2 separate regions of the Hordeum vulgare genome follow, and region 1 is linked to region 2. The links are chromatin contacts, called in public Hi-C maps. All regions are on one chromosome and are shown on one strand. Each heading gives the region's core, a stretch centred on a gene start, on an enhancer-like site or on the middle of the called end of the contact. The rest is flanking DNA. Distances are from core to core; before and after follow the strand shown.

The links. Hi-C and Micro-C count contacts between places; a contact is called where the count stands out from the background.
Region 1: a Hi-C map of seedling shows a contact between it and region 2, with 4 times the contacts expected there. The contact joins the promoter of LOC123398699 here to the promoter of LOC123452560 in region 2. A contact is called at or near these places in 3 of 6 Hi-C or Micro-C datasets (leaf and seedling) and 1 of 1 datasets of contacts at active chromatin or transcription factors (embryo).

Annotation. Positions count from the first base shown.
Region 1 is chr5H:77,546,959-77,551,395 of MorexV3_pseudomolecules_assembly, forward strand. It overlaps LOC123398699 (probable galacturonosyltransferase 13), which reads left to right and starts at 2,215. Exons shown (of 6, transcript XM_045093149.1): 1 at 2,215-2,943; 2 at 4,062-4,120; 3 at 4,205-4,360. The coding sequence starts at 2,733.
Region 2 is chr5H:77,228,658-77,233,063 of MorexV3_pseudomolecules_assembly, forward strand. LOC123452560 (polyubiquitin-like) reads right to left here and starts at 2,601. Exons shown (of 2, transcript XM_045129227.1): 1 at 2,474-2,601; 2 at 480-1,625. The coding sequence starts at 1,625. The coding sequence ends at 708.

The DNA.
Region 1 (4,437 bases), core at 965-3,464, 320 kb after region 2:
AAACAGTGTTTAGAACCAAAGGCAAATTTTGTGTGCCTCTGGGATCTGGTGGGGATTGCTGGAATTTTATCTACTTATGGGCCAGCCCAATATGTCATTTCAGAAAATTCCTAATAAATCCTAGAGGCCCACGCAACCCATTTGTGCAAGGCAAGAGATGGAAATGTTTAGTCCCACATTGCTAGTTTAGTGGGAGTTGGACCTCCTTATAAGGGAGGATGTTTTCACACATGTATGAGCTTGAGAACGAGAGAGAGATACACGCGCGCTCCTCCTCCTCCGCCGTCCGCCTCGTCGCGACGCGGGTTGCGGGAATGAGCCGAGCCGAACTAAATTGTTGCCACGCACGACTGGTATACAAAAGATCACTCGGAGAAGCTGAACATATTTTGCTGTAGTGGATATTGAAAGCGAACGCCGCTGTTCGTTCGTTTCGTATCCCTCGCTCTCTTCGACTCCCGTCGCTGGTCTCTCGCCTCCTTCTCATGTGCCTATAAAAGAGAGGCCGCTCCTCTCCAGAGAAACGCATCAGAACTTCCCTCCCGCCACCAGTTCCTTTCTCTGTGCTGCTGCTACGTTCTTCCCCATCCCGTCTTGCGGCGTGCACCGTAGGTCGGGACAGTAGGCCTCCGAAACTACGTCTCTTCGAGTCCTGTACGGGAGAAGGGCGATAAGGTTTTTGGGGAGCGCTCAACGCGACTACTGGCTTCCATCACGGACACCGACGATCTCTTTCCGAACGACGACTACTTCCCCGACGTCGACCACCTCTTCGGTAACATGGCCAACGACAACGCCAACACCAACCCTACTGCTGCTGCAACAGAGTACGTTCTCATGTTCTTTTTCGTTGAGTTCTTACCACAACTTTTTGCTATAGTTTCTCTTCTAGATATGTTCCGTTTCTGCTCATCACTCCATATGATGACTTGTGTATATAGTACGGCTCTACATATGTTCGCTTCTAGATCATATGTGCACATGTCTTTCGTTGTCTCATCTTTATATTCCATGTCTTGTTTCATCTATTTTATGATAGTCATGGTTTCCCTAATTTTTCTTTTAATAAAATCCTATGGTAAATTGCTCATATTTCCAACAAGCACAACAACTTTTTGACTGTCTACTATAACAAATTTTGCTGCACTCCAGAGGGAGGGGCAATGACGACGACGCACATTCGGCTCGCTAGATAGGCGGTTTACATACCTCGATGTAATCTCTATTCTTTGTACTTCAGTGATAGTTGATGAATAGAATGAAAGTTTGCCCACAAAAGATTGCTAGCTAGGCAGTCTATAGACCTAAATGTAATCTCTATGCTTTGTATTGCTATGATATTTGATGTATAGGTTGAAAGTTTCCCCATAAAAGATAGTTTGTTAACAATATTTGTCATGATTTATATGCTTATTTATGACAAAAATGCTCATATATTCAGTATTGGATTACAATACGACGTAACGGCCAGAGCGTGTGAAATATGCTGCTCCTCACACATTGGTCGCGTTTACGTCTTGACATCCTCATGAGCAAACCTCACAGGGCCGCAAGGGCTATCCGATGACTGCAAGGCCGTCCCGTGGCCAGGCTACGAAAAAGATGCGTTCTATATGATTATCGTTCAACATTTTGTGTCTCATACATGGAAGACATACGATGATAATGATATACAACCTTTTTTGATAGGAACAACTACAAACTACAAATAACTTGAGAACACCTGCACATTGTTGTGTGTATCATTTGACAAAAAGTGTAGTTGATAACATGAGAACCAAAATTTAAAATACATATGACTTATTATATTTTATTATGTGTAGTTGTAATAATATTTGGTGAATATAAGTAGCATAATTGAACGAAAAACATTTTTCCATGCATGATTGAATGTTGTGGTGTGTCTTTTCACATGCATGATTGTATGTTGAGGTGTGCCTCATCTAATTCGTAATTATATGATGAGGTAACATGATTGCATGTTGAAAAAAACAAGTTAGTAAGGTTACTCTAGATATTATATGATAACAAATAATATAAAGCTTCATGAAGCACTTTCGAGTCAAGAAAGAAAAAAGAAAGGAAAGGCACATTCCATAATAACCACTCCATTAATAAATTTAATAAATCAAGGCTAACAATAATACAGTGTGGGCCAGGCTATCGTGTAGAGGAGTAGTTAGCCAACAACAAAGAAGAAGAGAACAATCAGCTAACTCGTCGTGCATTCGGGTTTGAGTTCGAGCCAACCAAACCACGACCCGATCTGACTCCCCCATTCTCCCCTCTCCTGTTCATCCATCGGGTCAAATCAAATCCCCTCCCTCCCCCTCCCCTAATCCCCCAATCTCGAGCTCACCCACCAACAAGCTCAGATCATCATCAAACCCTTCCCGCACTCCATCTCCACTCCTCGCGGCGGCGGGCGAGCGCGCGCGCGCAGAGCAATCGGAGCCCCGATTCGACCTCTGGGGTGACCAGGAAACAGGGGGAATCAAGAAACCCTCCCCCCTTGCGAGGACCGGGGATCGATCGCTTGGTGGATTGCTCTTGCCTCCCAGGGCACGCCAATGCCGGATCCGGCCGGTCCGCCGGCCGCGTCCTCCTCCTGCCCCGGGCTGCCGTCATGGCGTCTTTGAATCTCGCGGCCTGCCGCGGCCCACGCCGATGCCCGCTGGGTTCTCTGCCGAGGACGGAGCAGGAGCCGCAGCCGGCGGCGACGAGGAGCGACGATGCAGATCCGGCTCTCGCCGAGCATGAGGAGCATCACCATCTCCAGTAGCAATGGGCTGCTAGACTTGATGAAGCTCAAGACCGCCGCGCGCCACTTCTCGTACCGGACCGTCTTCCACACCGTCCTCATCCTCGCCTTTCTCCTTCCCTTCGTCTTTATTCTCACCGCCGTCATGACCCTTGAGGGCTTCAACAAGTGCTCCTCCCTAGGTATGCACCCCTGGCTCCCGCTCCGCTTGTGCTGTTACTTCCATTCTTGGGATGATGCAGTGGCTTGAGGTCGTATCTGCTTTAGAGTTTAGACAACATAAATGGCTGACAAATGATGGGCAATGTGCCTGTGGGATGCGACTTTTATTTCAATTTGGGTGGTGAAATAACTTGGATGGGTTTGACCTAAATCTATCGGACATTGTTATGTGCATCTGCATTGGTCGTTAATAACACGACTTTCCGTTACTACAGTTTAGGGTCCGTTTATGTTGTTGCATATGTGTTTAGTAGGCTGATTAACCGTTTACTTAGTTTCATTGAGCTGCAGAAACACCTGTATAGAAGATAGGTAGGCATGAGGATGCTTAATAAGAAGCTCAAAGTGCTTCTTTCTTCACTTTGATAATGTCTTATTGTTCAGTGAGAAATTAGTTGCATTCAAATATTTTGAGTTTTTGACAGTACCCCCCCCCCCCCCCCCCCCCCCGCCACTTGTGCCAAGAGGTCCTGGGTTCGCCGCAGCCTCTAGGCTTGCCTCATATAATCCTTCCCCAGATCCCACCTGGTGTGGTAGCTTCAAGAACTGGGTCTGTCCTTAAGCCATGAATGATAGCTATATGCAACGACCCTCGTTTTCTATGTTACAGGAATCATTGATATCTTGCGCTGATGTTTAGATTTGGGAACCGCTACAGAGAACCTTTGTTAGCTAAGTAGAACTCTGAAATCCTGTTTTTCTGAAACCTTAGTTCTTTGTATCCCAGAGGAATGCTACCATCGTTTCTGAAAAATCAGGAGTTCGCTCTAAATGTTATGTCCAGAGAAAATGGACCCGTTATGTCTATGGGCCTATTATCTTAGGCATCCCAATGGCTTTGTATGTCCCATTTTAAGCTTTTCTTCTGTTCTATTGTTTAATTTACTTGAATAGGATACCTATGTTATTTACTATCATACCTCGACTACGATTATTTTATTTTACGTACTTCCACCCTCATTATTTAGCCGTCTTCTCAAACATGATTTTTCTTCAATGCTTAACTTATTCACGATTGTATAATTTGTCCAGTCAATCACTTGCTACAAATTCGTCACTGATTGTTATCATTTACCAGATTGTCTGGGCAGACGGTTAGGTCCACGTCTTCTCGGTAGGGGTGAAGATGGCTCCATGGTATTAACATCTGCTTTGCACTTTCCTTTAATCCTTTTGATGTTTTATTTAGTTTTTAATCGATCGCTGCACTCGAATGTGCAGAGGCTTGTAAGGGATCTGTATAGGATGCTTGATGAAATAAACTCGGAGGATGTTCCTGTTGATCTAAAAGTGGCAGAATCTTTTGATGATTTCATCTGGGATACAAAGAATAATGATTATGATTTGAAGTCATTTGCTTTGAGGCTGAAGGCCACGGTAAGAATTGATGCTTACAAATGTTGTGTAGTGATCACCTAAAGTTGTCAAACGCAAAGAACATCACTGATGCAATT
Region 2 (4,406 bases), core at 1,351-3,850:
GTCCATGGCGCTCACCAAAGCGAGAAAGAGGCAGAGAGATCCACGACGCTCGGAAGGAGAGGCAGAGAGGTCCGCGACGCTCGGAAGGAGAGAGGCAAAGAGGTCCGCGACGATGTGTGGAGAAGAGAATAGGGAAAATATGTCCGCGTGGGCATTGTGCTGCATGGCGTCCGCGGAGCGAACGTTTTTCAATGCTAATTCACGTAGAATTAGCAGACAGCAAGAAGAAATAGCCACTTAGAGAGGGAGCCCAGGGAGCCCGTTAATGAAGCAAAGTCGAACAGTTAGCCCGTTAGCAAGCTCAAAAAAGAAGTTGTAAAACAAATGCACCGTTTCCATTAACGTTGCACATGATAGAGCATTCGTTCAGATTCAGTATAAAATGTTCTCACATCAGCTCATCCCGAGCTGAAAAAAGAATTTTAAAAGAGCATCAAAAGCAGATCAATGCAATTGTGAAGGCTTGTGAACTGCAGAAGTACAAACGGTAAAAGGAGACAAGTTTAGGGCTCACTTATTCATTCATTCCACAGTTCATCCAAATCTGCTGCACCACAGAAATTCATGGGACACAACCAAACATAACGCTAGACCACAACACAGTAGCAACGAAGAACATAACGCTAGACCAGATGACGGACACGCCGATAATTCAAAGACAGCTAAATTGTGAGCCCAGAGACATAAGCAGCTCCATGGCCAAGCACTTACAGGCCACCACGGAGGCGGAGCACCAAGTGGAGGGTCGACTCCTTCTGGATGTTGTAGTCCGCCAGAGTGCGGCCATCCTCAAGCTGCTTACCAGCAAAGATGAGGCGCTGCTGGTCCGGTGGGATGCCCTCCTTGTCCTGGATCTTTGCCTTCACATTGTCGATGGTGTCAGATGACTCAACCTCCAGGGTGATGGTCTTGCCAGTGAGGGTCTTAACGAAGATCTGCATACCACCCCTGAGGCGGAGCACCAGGTGCAGGGTGGACTCCTTCTGGATGTTGTAGTCAGCAAGGGTTCGGCCATCCTCAAGCTGCTTGCCGGCAAAGATGAGGCGCTGCTGGTCCGGGGGGATGCCCTCCTTGTCCTGGATCTTCGCCTTGACGTTGTCGATGGTGTCCGAAGACTCAACCTCCAGGGTGATGGTCTTGCCGGTGAGGGTCTTCACGAAGATCTGCATACCACCCCTGAGGCGGAGCACCAGGTGGAGGGTGGACTCCTTCTGGATGTTGTAGTCAGCAAGGGTGCGGCCGTCCTCAAGCTGCTTGCCAGCAAAGATGAGGCGCTGCTGGTCCGGGGGGATGCCCTCCTTGTCCTGGATCTTTGCCTTGACGTTGTCGATCGTGTCAGAGGACTCAACCTCCAGGGTGATGGTCTTGCCAGTGAGGGTCTTCACAAAGATCTGCATACCACCCCTGAGGCGGAGCACCAGGTGGAGGGTGGACTCCTTCTGGATGTTGTAGTCAGCGAGGGTTCGGCCGTCCTCAAGCTGCTTCCCAGCAAAGATGAGGCGCTGCTGGTCCGGGGGGATGCCCTCCTTGTCCTGGATCTTCGCCTTGACGTTGTCGATCGTGTCAGAGGACTCAACCTCAAGGGTGATGGTCTTGCCGGTGAGGGTCTTCACAAAGATCTGCATCTGCAAACATAAAGTGGACCAAACCCATAATTAGGCACCCAGTAAACCGAAATCTGCAGGACATAAAAGCATACATGAACCAGAAGCGTAAGATCAAAGAGAGATGAAAATCGATATTCAAGTTTGACTACATGCGAACAGATTCAAGATCAAGTTTGACTTACAAGCTAACAGATACTAGTGAATACTGAATATAGATGATTTTCTGACCAGAACAGATGCACAAGTACATGCTAACAGATCCTAGTAATATTATAAGCAACAATTTGACCCAGAGCAGAACCGATGCACAGGAAAGATCGGCAACTACTAGGCCCAACAACTAAGATACGTAGGGAATTTCAGGTGCATCCTTCACAGATCAAGCATAGGTGCAATATAAAAGGCTCGTAAGCGCCACAAAGTCTGAACGACTTAGCAGAAACCGAGCGAAATCAATCAACTACACACCTAGATGAACAGAATCAACATCAGTTGCATCTCAAATCGGCAGATCTACCCAATAATCCACGCATAGTCGTGAGGGATTTCACGACAACTGACGCCGTAGCCCGTAGCCCAATCAACAGCAATCTACCAAGAAATATATCGTCTCGAACTAGTACTACTAACATGTAACGAGCGGAACCAACTAGACAGCTAGATAGACGAACAGAATCAAAGATCAATCACATCCCGAATCGGCAGATCTACCCGATAATAATCCTAGAACAATCGGAAGGGATTTCGCGACAACCGACTACTACGGCTCGGCATCAACAGCAATCGATCAACAATAACATGCTCGTCTCGAAAGAATAATCTATCGAGATAGCAATAAGGAGAAGCGGGGTCTGAAATTCGCGTACCTCGGAGGTGGAGGAGAAAGCCTTGGCTTCGATTCGATCGGAAACTTTCCGGGGATCGCTTGGCAGGAGGGGAGGATTTGGATGAGCGGAGAGGAGACGGGAGGGGTGGGGATTTAAAGGGGGAAGAGTCCCGTGAGGCTACGGCAGGTGGCGATGCGAAGAGAAAGGTTGCGGTATCTACCACGCAATTTCGGGCAAAGGAGAGGAGGAGAGCGACCCGACGCGGAGGAGATACCGAGGTGCCGTTTTGCGTTTGGCTAGCTAGTTGGTGGCCCAGCTGAAAAAAAGGCTGGTGACCGGCTCACGTCGCCAGCGCCGTGCGTGCACGTCGGCAGTCCGTGAATCAATCTTTTCTCTTCCGAAAAAAAAATCTTTTTTTAAATAATCATTTATCTAAAGGGGAAATTTTGTTCTTGTCACTCTAGATTTTGCCAATTTTCCTTATGCCATTCTAGATTTTGACATTTCACTTTTGTCACTCCTATCTTTTAACAATTATCACAATTGTCATTTGGTGGCAAAAAGCAAAATAATTTTATTTTACTTTTGCCACTCTTAGCTTTTGACAAACAATTGCCATTCTAAATGTTTTGTTTTTGCCACGAAATGACAATTCTGATAATTGTCAAAAACTAAGAGCGGCAAAAACGAAACGTCAAAATCTAAAGTGGCATAAGGAAAATTGCTAAAATCTAGAGTGACAAAAAAATTCCCTTACCTAAAACGACTGATCCCGGGCTCTCGCAAACCTCCTCGCGAGTCAGCCGATCGGAATAGATGTGGGTCTCTCGTCTATTGTGCGCGCCACGGCAACTCACTGTTGCTGCAAACGGGCGCAGGTCCTTCCGTTTCAACGTCCATTCCACGACCCGATGTTGGTCCTTGCAGCATTTCACTTCTCCTTTGAGATTCCAATCAACCATCCGATGTCATGGTCATCGCGGGGTCCGTAACGGCAAAGTTGACGCAAGGATGGTATGCGATGGCCAAAAGCCTCGTTTAAGACATAAATGGAACTCTAGGCAAGCGAGAAAGAAAGTATCTACTCGCGCGAGAAATCATGTCATACTGCACCGACATGTCAAATGGGTAATATTTCAATGGCACTAACTGGTAGCCAACTTATTTATATGTCCAAAATTAATATGGATATAGATATAATATTACAATGCACCCCGGTAGTTAAAGTTGTATTACCGCCTTGGCAACGCCTAGGGCGCTTAAGCGCCACCTAGGCACGAGGCGACAGTCAATCGTCTCGTTTACACCTGCCGCCTTTTCCAACTTTATACAAAATGTTCATCATCTGCAAAAAAACGTGTGGCGGGGACACGTGCAAGGGCACGTCGGAGCCGCTTCGTGGGGGAGGAGGGAATCGTCGGGATCTGTTGCAGGGGGAGCGGAGGAGTTTGACTATCTCCTTAAAGGGTTGCCTTGGGGATCGAGTGTATCAGATGGTCTCATCGCCTTAATTCAGGGGCAGGGGAGGGGGGCTCGTCGGAGCTGCTTTGTTAGGGGAGCGAAGGTGTTTTTTATGGAACTGGTCTCATAAGGGCTTGCTACAAAGATAGATGGTGCACGTGGGAGGGGGTGATTTTTGCTTACTTCGAGGGCGATTTCTTTCACCCAAGTGTAATAAGCTTCTCAGACTTCACTTCCATGTATTACCTTGGAGAACTCAAACGGATGCAACTAATGCAATGACAAGAACACATGAAGTGGTTAAGTCCCTCACTCCCGAATTCCACCACAACAAAAAAAGATATGAAGGAATATGAGAGGAAGAAGAAGGAGCTCACAAAGAACTCCAAGATCTAGATCCAAGGGGTTCCCCTCACATAGAGGAGAAAGTGATTGGTGGAAACATAGATCTAGATCTTTTCTCTCTTTTTCCTCAAGAACTAGCAAGAACCAATGGAGGGATTGAGAGTTA